3 separate regions of the Mus musculus genome follow, and regions 1 and 2 are each linked to region 3. Evidence: chromatin contacts called from public HiChIP or PLAC-seq data. All regions are on one chromosome and are shown on one strand. Each heading gives the region's core, a stretch centred on a gene start, on an enhancer-like site or on the middle of the called end of the contact. The rest is flanking DNA. Distances are from core to core; before and after follow the strand shown. Region 1 holds the start of Zfp607a (zinc finger protein 607A). Region 2 holds the start of Eid2 (EP300 interacting inhibitor of differentiation 2). Region 3 holds the start of Zfp850 (zinc finger protein 850).

Region 1 (4,213 bases), core at 226-2,725, 150 kb before region 3:
CTAATGTGACAAACCTATACTTCGGCGTTTAGATAATTTACATTTTACTGCGGTTACTTTTATTACTAGCGTGGTCTAGTCTCGTCAACATTTGTTTACTCACATTCTGGAAAATTCGTGTAAATACAGGAGACAACAAAAGTAGTTTTGAAAGTTCAATAGTGTCACGTTACAATAAATAGGGTTTTCTAAAAACACGTGTATGTTTTTGTTTAGGCTACCTGGACATGCTAGTCCTTCATCCACTCAGTCCAACATGATGTAAGTGACTGCCTAATGGGCACAGCTCTGTTGATGCATACCGATCTGGCTCTCACTCACATTCTCCCGTCTAGATAACAGATGCTATGGTCTGACTCCCCTGCTCCCCAGCATAGCTGCAGCCATTCTGTTCTATGCCTGCCAGCTATTTCACAGTGTTGCTGTAACATGCCTGCCAGTCACTGACATAGAGAAGTGACTGAGCTCAGGGACACGCTGGCCACATACCCTGTTTTGTTCTGTGTGCTCTCAATGATCTGTATGAGGTTTGCTTATCTTATTTCACAAAGCTGTATGTAGGACCCATTGAATCAAAGGTAAATAGCAACTGTTATGTCTAAAATATCTTGAGTAAAGCTGACCACTGGGCAGCTCTTCCTGTACCTGCATATGAGCTCAGTGTTTTTTTTTTTTTTTTTTTTTTTTTTTTTTTTTTTTTTTTTTTTGGGGCTGACATTGAAGAATGCTGCTAATAAGCCAAAAAGTTTTAATACTCATGTTCTGTTATCTCACTGTTCTGAAATTCCCCAGTTCACCACCCATCCACCCCCCACCTTACTCAGGTCCTATCAGCTTAAAGGTTGCTAAAAATATACTTTGCCTAGGAAGCCAACAGCTCCCCTCCCTGCCCTTTAAACGTTTGAACCTGGTTTCTCATATAAAAAGCCTACCCTGAGAGCAGACCAGTACTACAATTAGGCTCCCGAGTCCTTTTTGCAGTCCTGAACTCCAGTATTATGGTACGTGTTTAATACACTAGTCTTGCTTAACTGAGATTGGTGTATGTATATAAGGTTTGAGTGGCGACTTCCTGAACTCCAACACAGCGACAATGAACCCTGGGAGTGTCTAGAACTTCTGTTTCTCTCTGAAATCGCTAAACTACCCACGTTCAAACCCAACAATTCTTTAGTTCAGTCTTTTCCAATTTACCATAGTCCCCACCAGAGCACAGCGAGGTGGAATCCCACTCAGTCTCAAGCAAAGATACAGCCAATTACAGCCTGATTTGATCTTACTTCTTTTGAACTTTAAAACTTCAGTTTGTCTGTCAGCTCCACAGGAGAGAAAATCAGTTACTAGTAGAACCCGGAACTATTTTGATCACAGGAGGGAGCCTCCCCTTTAAAGTCGGGGAGTACCCCCCTCCCCCTGGGAACTCTCACAAGCCACAGGACGCAGCTCTCAAATGGGCTGGGCCAAGTTGCATGCTGGGATCTCTCTGGAGCCCTGGGCTTCTCGGATCTCCGGTAGCGAGGGCTGTAGTTTTCAGGGCCACCATGGCAAGAAGTAGTGGATAGGCTCTGGGTGTCCTGGTGCCGCTAATGCGGAAAGTCCGATCTTTCTGGTCGGAGGAAGAAATCTCTAGTTGGCTTCGGTCTCCACGTAAGGCGGGAACCAGCCGGCTGGGTGTGGATGTGGACCGCGGTGTGGGGTGGTTGTGTATTTATGTGTGGGGGGACGGTGCTGCTGCAGGTGGTGGTGGTGGTGGTGGTGGTGGTGGTGTGTGTGTGTGTCTGTCTGTCCGAGTGTGCACACTTTGAGCTCTCTGCATTATCTCTGTCACCCAGTGTCACCCGGCTTGTTGCTCTCTGCTCCTACTTTCTCCCCTGGCCACAGGGGCTGAAGCAGAGGACCAAGCTTCTGAGAGAAGAGTCCGCACTGAAGGGAAGCTTTCCCTGAGGCCCAGAGTTGAGCATGGGAGGAGCATTTCAGGCCGGAAGAGTCTCCAGGGTTGCTTAAGAGAGCAGGCAGCTACTTGTTGAGCCCCAGGACTTTCCCAGAGCCCTATCCTAGCCACGTGAGTGTTGACAGAGTAGCAGAAAGTGCTCCCTGAGGATGCTCTCAGATATAGTCTGGGATCTCGCGCTTATTCAGGCTCCGTGCCTCAGCCATTACAAAGGAGGGCTGAAGTAGAATAAGGACTTTATTGCTGCACATCAAAGATTAAAGAATGAGCTTGTGCTTTGTTTGAAAATGAGGTTTTAGTTTTAGAATATGGAATTGTCAGTAACTGAAGGAGGGACAGGCAAATTGATACCTCCACCATTGTGTCCCTTACATTGTCCCTTCCCTTTCCACTTAGTATTCGCATTATCCTTCCAATGACATCCCTTGACATCGTCTCTCTACAATCACTTCTTTTTCTGAACAAATTATAGATAGGAGTCTCCAGAGGTTAGCGTTAGGGCTTTTACATCCCGATCTGTTAAATTGGCGCCTATTTCAATGGCATCACTCATCCTATCTTTACAGGCCTGCCTCTCAAAGCAGCAGAAAACTGCAGGTGGTTGACTATGTCTGTTCACCATTTCAGCTGGGAAAGTGATAGCACTGAATTTGGCATCTTTGAGAGCTAGTGATTTTCTGAGTGTGTGTGTGTGTGTGTGTGTGTGTGTGTGTGTGTGTAATGGGTAACACTGGCCAGATCCAGATGAGCAATGCCGTCCGTGGCTGATAGTGGGTGTGGATCTGTGGTATCAGGTTGAAGTCTTGGTTCTGTCCCCTCAGGCTCTCCAGGCCTGTCAGGAACCTTAGGATGCCTGTGGTGAAGCCTGTTAGTGCAATGCCGCCATATCCTAAGGGCCTGGTGTGCTTTAGTTGTTGCTCTGTGAGGCCATCTTGGGTTCATTCCCCTCAGTGTTCTGCAGGACAAGGGAGTGTGAGAAACAATGCGATTGCTGGGCAGTGGTGGTGCACACCTTTGATCCTAGCACTTGGGAGGTAGAGGCAGGTGAATTTCTGAGTTCCAGGCCAGCCTGGTTTACAGAATGAGTTCCAGGACAGCCAGGGCTACACAGAGAAACCCTGTCTCTACAAAAAAAAAAAAAAAAAAGCGGCCCAGGTGCAGGGCGAGCTGGAGCTCAGGGTGGAAGATGGGTCCCTTCTGCTGGCCTCTTCTGGAGGAGTTCAAGGCAGACATGTTTGTGCCCTGCACTCCCACACTGCCCCCTTGGCCGTGGGTTGTCTGGGTTAGGGGGGGATTGGCTTTGTGTAGACTCCTGTGTGCTTCCAATTTGTGTGTGGGAGGCTGTGAGCGGTGGGAGGGGAGAGAGTGAGTGGGGAGGCTTGAGAAATAAATGTAGTCGATGACATCACAGTGACAGAAGTCAGCCTGGGAACATCAAGTCACAATGCAGTGAATGGCTTTCTTTTTGTCCCCCAGGAGAGGAAGCCTGAAGAAGAATGGCCAGCTCCAGTTCTCAACACATGGTCTGTGTAAGTTGACAGTTTTCTCTTTGACATAGGGTGACTTCAGGTTATGTGACTCCTGCCCTCTTTCCCTCTTGAAGCTTCCCAAGGATCCGGATTCCCCCAGCCCAGTCTGCCCCTTTCCAGTGAGGGCTGGCAGGTCTGAGCACTTCCTGTCTGTGCCTCTTCCCAGCGTGCACTGCGGTTGACTTTGAATGCGTTCCTCCACGTGTGCTCTCTGCTTGGTCTGTGCTCAGGGAGGACTGTCCCTGCAGTGGAGGTGTCAGTCCCACAGGGAAACAGGGGCCTTGAGGGCTTCAGAGCTTTGAGGGGATGGTCTCATTGAGTGCCCTGGGAAACCTGATTGACATCTGTGGTGTTGTTAGGCTAATGACCCTGGGAGTTATGGAAGACTGAGGAGACATGCTGACCACCTGAAAGGTTTTTTGTTAGTTTGTTTTGTTTTGACCAAAAATTATAATATGGAATGGTATATAGTTTATAGAAGTCATTCTCATGACAACAAATGTTAACGACATCATGTGATAGTATGATAAACTCAAGGACTCACAGCATTCCTTATGTGTTTTGCCCTGACCCCAGGTGACATGTCCCTTCTGTGGGTATAGCCTGAGGGATGTGGGTGGAGTGGAGAGGCACAGGTATTGGCTATGTAGGTGGGCACAGTCGTCGTTTATGGGGGGCTCGTGCAGTCAGGTGCCTTGAGCATTTCCTTATGGCTTCCTTCCCACGCTGAGTC
Region 2 (4,543 bases), core at 1,015-3,514, 250 kb after region 3:
TTGGTAAACAAGCAATGTGCGCATGTGTGAGAGTGTTTTTCGTGCCAAGTCACGGCCCATCCCGGGGAGTGGTGATGCGGCTCTGGGAGAGCAGCCAATCAGGTGTGGACACGCCACACTAAGGTGTATATAAGCAGCGCCTTTTTGATGCTTGGGGTCTTCCTCTTCATGTTGAAACTGGTGTAATAAAGTTGCTGCAGAAGGATCCGGTTTCTCACACGTGTGTTCTTGCTGGCGAGACAATAGCGCGTGTGAGAACAGTGGGCACATGCACAACTGCCAAAGAGCATGGCAACAGGCTCTTCTCTCGTGACAGCTCCTCCTACAGTGTGCGAGAAGCAGAGGCATTGTATGCATCCTACCTGAGCATGCCCTCAGATTCCCCTTCGTTTGCATCCGTGTTAGACCTTGAATTATGCAATCTCAGTAAGACATAGACACTTAAATGCCACCTGGAAAGCACCAGACAGTCTGGCGGGGATGGGGTGGGGGTTGGGGGGGGCCCTACAGTTTCTGTAAGAGATCAGCATTAGCTCAGGATACTTCAAGACCAAGGTCTCCTACAAAAGAGATTTATTTGCCCCAGAGAGACAAGGGCAGGGAATAAGAGATAAATGCTGGAGATAGAGGAGGAGGCAAGGGGGAGGGAGCAAGAGAGAGGGGGGATTTCTCTAGAATGAGGCAAAGGACTGGGATAGAGAGGAGACAGATGCGGCACATTCTGCAAATGGCAATTAGTAAAGGCTCAAAGGGAAACCCCCGTGATAGGATGAGGTGTTTAATTTTGATTGGACAGGTTGATTTGGATAGGCAAAGGGAGCTTTTGATTGCTGGACTTCAGTGCTTTGATAGCTGGACCTTGATAGCCAGCTTCAGGAGGAGGATGTGATCTTACAGTTTTCTTAGCAAAGCATTGGGAACAGGAGAGAAGGGCAAGGCCTGCCAGAGCCGTGTTTGCCAAGCTCTGGACAGCTAGAGCCGCTTCGCTTTCCAAAAGTTGTGTTCACAACTCGGGGTCTGACTTGGGGAAAGAGTGATATTTAAAAGAATCCACAAAGGAAAGCAGATAATTGACTAAATGACATAAGTGACGGGAAGGACGTGGCTGCTAGTATACATCAAAATGTTGAGCAGTCACCAAAGGTCTCGAGTGCCCTGTGAGCAGCCGACTCACAGGACACGCCTGCTCTCCCTTACTGTCCCGTTCTTTTCTCAACATGTTCGCACGCACGAAGACTTCAGAGAACAACTTTTGGGTGTCATTTTTTTCCTTCCACCATGTGGGTTTCTGGGATTGAACACAAGTAGTCATCAGATTTTGGGGAAAGTGACTTTACCCACTGAGCCATCTTGTTGGCCTTTATGGTTCAGTTGTAAGTCTATCTATTTATGTTTTGCCTTTAATTGATAAATCATAGTAGAGTTAATAGGTTAGTATAGTTAATAATAACCTGTACTAGGTTAGTTAACTATCGAGGCATAGTGAGACATGCCTATCATCCTAGACTCAAGAAGCAGAGGCAGGAAGATCAGGAGTTCAAGGCCATCCTTAGCAGTCTGAGCTTCGTGAAACTGTTTCAAAAACACAACCAAGAGACCAGAGACCTGGCTGCAAGGTTAAGAGCACTGGCTACTCTGGTAAAGGTTTAATCACAGCACCCAGCAGGGTTTCCGTAACTCCAGTTCCAGAGGATCCAGCGCCCTCTTCTGGCTTCTGTTGGCATTGTATTATGTGGTACACATATAAACATGGAAGCAAACCATCATGCCCATAAAATAAAATACATACAAATAAAGAAAACTTTTTTTTGTTTTTGTTTTTTTTTTTGGTTTTTTTTTTTTTTTTTTTTGGTTTTTTCGAGACAGGGTTTCTCTGTATAGTCCTGGCTGTCCTGGAACTCACTCTGTAGTCCAGGCTGGCCTTGAACTCAGAAATCTGCCTGCCTCTGCCTCCCTAGTGCTGGGATTAAAGGCGCGCGCCACCACGCCCGGCAAGAAAACTTTAAAGACTAATTTTAAAACTAAAATTAAATTTAGAAACTTAAACCGATTGGTAGAAATGTGAAAGAGACCCCCCCCCTTCAACAGAAAGGATGCAACCGCTCTTCTGACTGCTAGGTAGCAATCTCAAGGCTCGCCAGCAAATGCCCGGAGGACACGCGTGCGCACTGCTCCTCGGCTTCGCCGTTGGAGCTACGCCTGCGCAGACGGCGAGACACGCGACCCCCTACCCGTGCGCATTGCGCTCGTGGACGCGCCCTCGCGTGCACGCCCCGCGCCTCACGGCCCCGTTCTTCCCGGGTCTCAGCGAGCAGCGGTGCTGACCCCGCGGTCCGACATGTCGCAGCTGCCCGCAGTCAGCAGCGCCCCGCAGACGGGAGCAGCGAGCCGCGACCGCCGGCTCCCGCAGGCCGAGGTAGGCGGCGGGCGGCGTGCGCTCCCGGGTCCGGCGCGACCTGGGGAGACCCGGGGACGCCCAATGGCGGCGGCCCGGGAAGGCCCCGCAGCCCCGGCGGCGGCTGCCAGGGGAGGCCGGGTGGCTGCAGCCCGGGAAGGCAGGGCGGCGGCGGCCCGAGGAGGCCCTGGGGCGGCGCCCCGGGGCGGCGCAGCGGCCCGCGAAGGCCCGGCGGCGGCGGCGGCGTCCAGGGAAGCCCGGATGGCAGAGGTGGCCCGGCTGCTGGGCGATCCGCTGGAGGAGGAGGCTCCGGAGGGCAGGCCCCGGTCCAGGGCGGGCGGCCTGGCGGCGATGCCGTACATGCGCTTCCGCCACCCCCTCAGCGTCTTGGGCATCAATTACCAGCAGTTCCTGCGCCACTACCTGGAGAACTACCCGATCGCCCCCGGCCGGATCCAGGAGCTGGAGGAGCGCCGGCGGCGCTTCGTGGAGGCCTGCCGAGCCAGGGAGGCAGCCTTCGACATAGAGTACCTGCGTAACCCCCAGAGGGTGGATTTTGACATTTTAACGTTTACCATAGCCCTGACTGCATCAGAGGTGATCAATCCTCTAATAGAAGAACTGGGTTGCGATAAGTTCATCCACAGAGAGTGAAGAGTCGGACTGCGGGGAGGGCACGGCACCAAGACCTCCGCATCCAAGTGAAACCCCATCCTGCAACTTGGTTTTAAGAAATCAAACGGATCTTGAGAGGCAGCGCTTCCTCAGAGGGAGGAAAAGCGTCAGAAAATTGGGGGTGGGGAGGGAAAGCATCGTAGACTCCTACCGTTTCTTGAGTTTATGATCAGTTGAAATTTCTTGTGTTATGGAAAAGGTCCATCCTCGTGGCTTCGTTAATAAGTAAAGGACGGTTTTGTAAAACTGTAAAGACTTAAAATTGCCAGTAGTAGAGCCCACGACGAAGAAGACTCGAAGAGAAAGCTGGTTTTAGGACGAGGTTTCTGTGGAGAACTTGACCTTGTCAGAGCAGGCAAAGTCTTCACGTCAGCGTCAACAAGCGTGTATAGTGTAAGAGGGATTTTGTGTCTCAGACATTGTGAATGGCGAACAACATAAATATTGTATATAGTATGTGATAAATCGTGTTTCCAAACATACCAATTTTCTGGGATTTTATTTTCCATTTTTCAAAAGTTTTTTTTTTCCGTCATTGCTTTGTAATTAATCTATTCCTAAGTCCCAAGACTATGAAGGATTGAGAGTCTTCTGTCCTTCTCTCCTTGTCCCCATGCCTCATGCAGCCTCTGAAGGCAGTTTCCGTCCTTGTTTCCTTTTTTATACACATTTTATTTCTCAGCAGAGTTGACAGATTTTGGTTTGGATATTGTGATTTCTTATGAAGATACCGTGAAGAACCTTCCCGACCAGTATATTTACTCCTTAGGGCTATATTTTGTGGTTATGCTGTTATGAACCAGGAATATACTGGTGGACGGTGGGCTTTTTCCCATCGGTTTCTCCTGGCAGTATGGCGCCACCTCTGGTAGGTTGGCGCCTGCGCACACCAACGGGCCCGTGGGCAGGCACATACTGCTTCCGTTCTGAACACATTTTTCATGTCTACCATCCCAAGGTGGAATAAGTCTTATACTTGATGGTGTTATATACCTACTACTTTTTGGGGTTTTTTGGTTTTTTCGAGACAGGGTTTCTCTTTATAGCCCTGGCTGTCCCGGAACTCACTTTGTAGACCAGGCTGGCCTCGAACTCAGAAATCCGCCTGCCTCTGCCTCCTGAGAGCTGGGATTAAAGGCGTGCGCCACCACGCCTGGTTTTGTTTTGTTTTGTTTGTCTTTTAAGTTTCCATAAAATTGACGGTTCGTCTCACTAGCTTCTTAGGCTTTTTGTTCTTGATAATCTCTGTAGCCTGATGTCTAGAGGTGACAGTCCTGGGCCAAAGGCTTGCCTTTGTAACTTTACAGATGCAGCTAATTGGCCCCTTGGTGCTCCCACCAGTGATCGATAATTGGATGTTTTCTGACTCCCTAGCCAATATGCTCAACCATCAGATGCACAGTGCTTACCAGACTGACGGTAGAAAAAAAAGATATAGCGGTTGTAAGGTTTTTATTGTAAGTTATCTTTTCA
Region 3 (4,538 bases), core at 1,164-3,663:
GAGCAGAGATCCTGAATTCAAATTCCCAGCAACCACATGATAGCTCACAACCATCAGTTCAACTACAGTGTACTTATATACATAAAATACATAAGTAAATCTTTTTAAGAAAATAGGACATGAAAAATTAGCATCTCGGTGATAGCCACTGAAATCACAAGGAAAGGAACAAATGGCTGGGTATCACTCCACTGTGTCCATGAACCTCAATCCAGATGTGTCTGCTCATTTCTTGGTGGGGCTGCATATCACAGCTGCATAAATGATGCTGAATTGAAAGCAGGAGTGTAAATGTCTCCGGAGGGTACCGGTTTTATTTCTGTTGTGTGACTACTCTGTAGTGGGATTGCTGTATCACATACCAGTTCTAGTTGTAATTGAGAATCCGCCATATTGTTTTCTACAATGACAGCATTAATTTACACTCCCTCCACAATGCGTTCTTTCTCTACATGAATGAAAACTTTTTTTAAAAAAAATTATTTATTTTATATTTCTGAGTATTTTCCATCTGTATGCGCACCAGTAGATCCTATACCTCTGGTCTCTGAGCTGTGCTCATGTACACATAACCGCACACACATAATTTAAAATTGAAATAATTAATCTTGAGACAAAACACCCACAATCTTACTTGTGTAGAATCTGAAGCTGTTTTCTCATAGAACCAAGTAGGATGCTGGGTACTGGGGTTTGAGTGGCTGAGGCCGGATGTGCAGCATCATGGTTGACAGTGGGAGGCGTAGGTCCTTAAGTGAGTTCAGAAGATGTTGATTAAACATCACAAAATCTCACCTACATAACAAAAGTTCACCTGATATATCATGTAAAAACGGTGACAATTAATGGGTTTGAGTAGACGCTAGCATATTCTCTACAAAAGTGTGACCGATTTAGTCATCCCAAAGTATAGAAAAACTTCAAAATATTATGCTATGCACAATATGAACATTTTTATCTGAAAAGTTTTAAAAAAATATGTTCTGCATTAGCACATTCATTTTCCTGTCCTTGTTTTTAAAACAGCATCTCACTGTGTGGCCCAGCTAGCCTAGACCTTGCTATGTGGACCAAGCTGACCCTGAACTCACAGTGATCCTCCTGCTTCTGCCTCTGAGATTAAATGTATACCACGAAGCCTAGCTTTTCTTTTTAAGTCACTTTCTTAAACATCCACCAGCAATCGCATTGTTTCTCACACTCCCTTGTCCTGCTGAACACTGAGTGGAATGAACCCAAGATGGCCTCACAGAGAACAACTAAAGCACACCAGGCCCTTAGGATATGGCGGCACTGCACTAACAGGCTTCACCACAGGCATCCTACGGTTCCTGACAGGCCTGGAGAGCCTGAGGGGACAGAACCAAGATTCCAACCCGATACCACAGATCCACACTCCACGATCAATCATGGCATTGCTCATCTGGATCTGGCCAACGTTACCCATTACACACACACACACACACACACACACACACACACACACACACTCAGAAAATCACTAGCTTTCAAAGATGCCAAATTCAGTGCTATCACTTTCCCACTGCCATAATCCTCACAGTGAACACATCATCTATCCCCGACATTCCTGGCCTGCTTTGAAAACAAGGCCTGTAAGGATCAAAGGATCGCATCTGATATGCGATGCCATCCAAATAGAAATCGATTTATAAAATCAGAGTTTGAGAGACCTAACGATAACCTCTGGAGGTTTCTACCTAGAACATCTTAGGAAAAGGGTGATTGTAGAGAAGAAAAGGCGGGGTTCATTGAAATGATAAGGTGAAGTGGAAAGGGAAGGGACAACGTTATGGGCCCCAGAGGTGAAGGTATCAATTTTCACGTTCCTCCTTCATTTACTGATAATTCCACGAGATCTCAGACTATATCCGAGAGCATCCTCACCGAGCATTTTCCTTCACGTCCCTCAACACTCTCATGGCTACAGCTCTGAGAAACTTCGGGTATTCAACCCAGAGCAGCCCTCCTAAGCGACCCTCGGAGGCACTTCCGGCCTTAAAAGCACCTCCCAAGCTCGTGTGTACCTCAGGGAAAGCTTCCCTTCAGACTCCGCACCTGACTTCTCCTTAGTGATGCTTAGCCCTCTGCTCCAACCCCTGTGGCCTTGAAAGAAAATGATAAGCACAGTGACACAGATGAGCAGAGAGCTCAAGGTGTGTATACACAGAGAGACGCGCGCGAGCGCGCGCCCACCCACCCACACAAACACACGCTCACACACGCTCACACACGCCCGTACGCGTCAACATCTCCATTCACCCTACACCAGCGCCCACACCGATACCCAGCCCACCTTACTCTGTGGAGACCGAAGCCAACCAGCAATTTCTTTGGACCAGAAAGATCAGACCTTCCGTGTTGGTGGCACCGGGATGCCAAAGACCCTTGGCGGCGTCCGGAGCTATGTGGAGCCTTCAAGAAGCCCGGCGTTTCCGAAAGGTCCCAGCATGCAACTTAGCCCGGCCCATCCGGGAACTGGGCCCAGTGGCTTGTGGGAGTTCCCACGGTGGGGGGGCAGGGGGCTCCCCATGCTTCGAGGGGAGGCTGCCTCCTGGGATCAAAACGGAGTTTGGTGTTCTGTGTCTACCTGATTTTCCCTCCTGTGGCGTGGACGGACGAGCGGAAATTTTAAAATTTAGAATAGGAAGTAGATCAGATCGGGACGGACGCTTTGCCTGAGTCCCACTCAGTGGGATTCCACTACGCTGTGCTCTGCTAGGGACTATGGTAAATTTGAAAAGACCGAACTAAAGAATTGGTTGGTTTCTAAAGTTGGGTAGTTTATATTAACGATTTCAAAGAGCCAGATATTCTGGACCCTTCCAGGGTTCGGTGTCCCTGTTGACTAGATAGAAAAAATTGAGTGACGACTACATCTGTATGTATCACCAGAACTGTGTTCAATAGGCAGTCATTTACCTCCTGTTGGAGGATGAATGACTAGCACGCGTTAAGTGTCCTAAAAAACAAAAAACTAAAAAACAAACAAAACACAAACCCAAAACATAGGCCTCTTTTTTATAGGATAGACACATTTATTGTAACTTGACACTATGGAACTTTCGAAACCACTTTTGTTTTTTCTCATGTTATACAAAGAACTTTTTCCAAACATGATAGAAAGAAATTGTGAAAAGGCTAAACAATCCTAGTAATAAAACTAATTGCATTAAATGTACTGTAAATTATGTAAATGCTAAAGTATAGGTGCCACATTAATTTGCAGATAAGTGTTAACTACAGAAAATGTGTTAAATATTCTAGCCGATTCAAAGTGACCATCCTCACAATAGTATTAAAAAAAAAAAAGACTTAAGTCAACTTTAAAATGGAGGCAGTTCTGGGGGCAAAGAGCATCGCCAGTACTAACAGCAATAACAGAGACAGCAAGTCATCAAGTGAAAATATCCTTGGCTGGGCGTGGTAGCACATGCATGTGACCCCAGCAATGAGGAGACACAGCCAGTGAATGTCTATGAGATGAGGCCACCAAGGACTATTTAGTGAAGACCTGTCTAAAAAACTAAAATAAACAGTATGCGTGTAATACCACACCTTCAAAACATGAGGGGAAACGTCCAATAGAGAAATAAGGAGAAACAGCCAAATCCAGCATTGCATACAAAAGTTTTCAGTCTCAATAACTGATAGAAGGAATCCAGAAAAGCAACAGGGCATAGATGATTTAGACAGCATCATCAGCTATGAATGCAGACAGAATAAAAATCAAGACAATTAAACTTTAATGGAATCAGGGGGCCTTGAAGGGAGGGTGTTCTTGTATACACACTCCTGGCAGAAATGCCCGTTACCTGGAGATGCTTCTGTTTAAAGCTTCCCTTTTTATGCTTTTTTTTTTTTTTTCGGGGGAAGGGGAAAGCCAATACCTTATATATTTTGTACTGCACTTTTAAAAATGAAAGACTCCATCTATTTTAAGGTATTCCTTAAAGGTGACCATAGGCATGTGTTGAGAAATCCCCTTCCTGATGGATCCTCTCTTCACACCCATCCTCTTCTACATCTATCCTGTGAGTGAGCCGCCCCTCTCCACAATGAACATGGATTTCCATACTTCTGCCATGTTCTTACATGGGTTTTGTGTGTGTGTGTGTGTGTGTGTGTGTGTGTGTGTGTGTGTGTGTGTGGTTGCCTGGTTTAGGTTTCAGTTGGTTGGGTTCAGTTCTTTTTGAGACAAAATTTCTCTGTTTTTCCTTGGTTGTCCCAGAACTCTCTCTGTAGACCAAGCTGGACTTGAACACAGAGATCTGCCTGCCTCTGCCTCCCAAGTATCTGGTTACTACAGCAGCACTGTGGGTGTTCCCTGGTCTGCTCATGACAATGGATGAAGGACCCTCTGGGTAGCACTCGGATTTCACACCCTTGGCTGGATCAGCAGGGCAGCTACAGAGCCACGTCTCTGGGGGAACCATGCACCCACAACCACTACACAGACAGTGCTGCCACAGTTGCACTGGATGCTGCAGTAAGCATCTTGGATGAGTCTGTTCAGGGCC

The links. HiChIP or PLAC-seq counts read pairs in DNA pulled down with a chosen protein or histone mark.
Region 1: an H3K4me3 HiChIP or PLAC-seq map of bone marrow-derived macrophages shows a contact between it and region 3, with 2.6 times the contacts expected there. The contact joins the promoter of Zfp607a here to the promoter of Zfp850 in region 3. A contact is called at or near these places in 6 of 39 promoter capture datasets (the C10 cell line, the HPC-7 cell line, Sertoli cells and 1 more), 9 of 115 datasets of contacts at active chromatin or transcription factors (the 230-238 cell line, bone marrow-derived macrophages, effector CD8 T cells and 3 more) and 4 of 9 other capture datasets (adipose tissue, embryonic stem cells, liver and 1 more).
Region 2: an HNF4G HiChIP or PLAC-seq map of pancreatic cancer cells shows a contact between it and region 3. The contact joins the promoter of Eid2 here to the promoter of Zfp850 in region 3. A contact is called at or near these places in 2 of 39 promoter capture datasets (embryonic stem cells and neural stem cells), 1 of 484 Hi-C or Micro-C datasets (nephron progenitors), 8 of 115 datasets of contacts at active chromatin or transcription factors (the NIH/3T3 cell line, bone marrow-derived macrophages, embryonic stem cells and 2 more) and 1 of 9 other capture datasets (pancreatic islet).

The regions. Positions count from the first base shown.
Region 1 is chr7:27,859,110-27,863,322 of GRCm38.p6, forward strand. Zfp607a (zinc finger protein 607A) reads left to right here and starts at 1,476. Exons shown (of 5, transcript NM_001024726.2): 1 at 1,476-1,647; 2 at 3,428-3,480. The coding sequence starts at 3,448.
Region 2 is chr7:28,265,617-28,270,159 of GRCm38.p6, forward strand. It overlaps Eid2 (EP300 interacting inhibitor of differentiation 2), which reads left to right and starts at 2,265. Exons shown (of 1, transcript NM_198425.2): 1 at 2,265-3,552. The coding sequence starts at 2,339. The coding sequence ends at 3,049.
Region 3 is chr7:28,011,702-28,016,239 of GRCm38.p6, forward strand. Zfp850 (zinc finger protein 850) reads right to left here and starts at 2,414. Exons shown (of 6, transcript NM_001254951.1): 1 at 2,315-2,414; 2 at 635-749.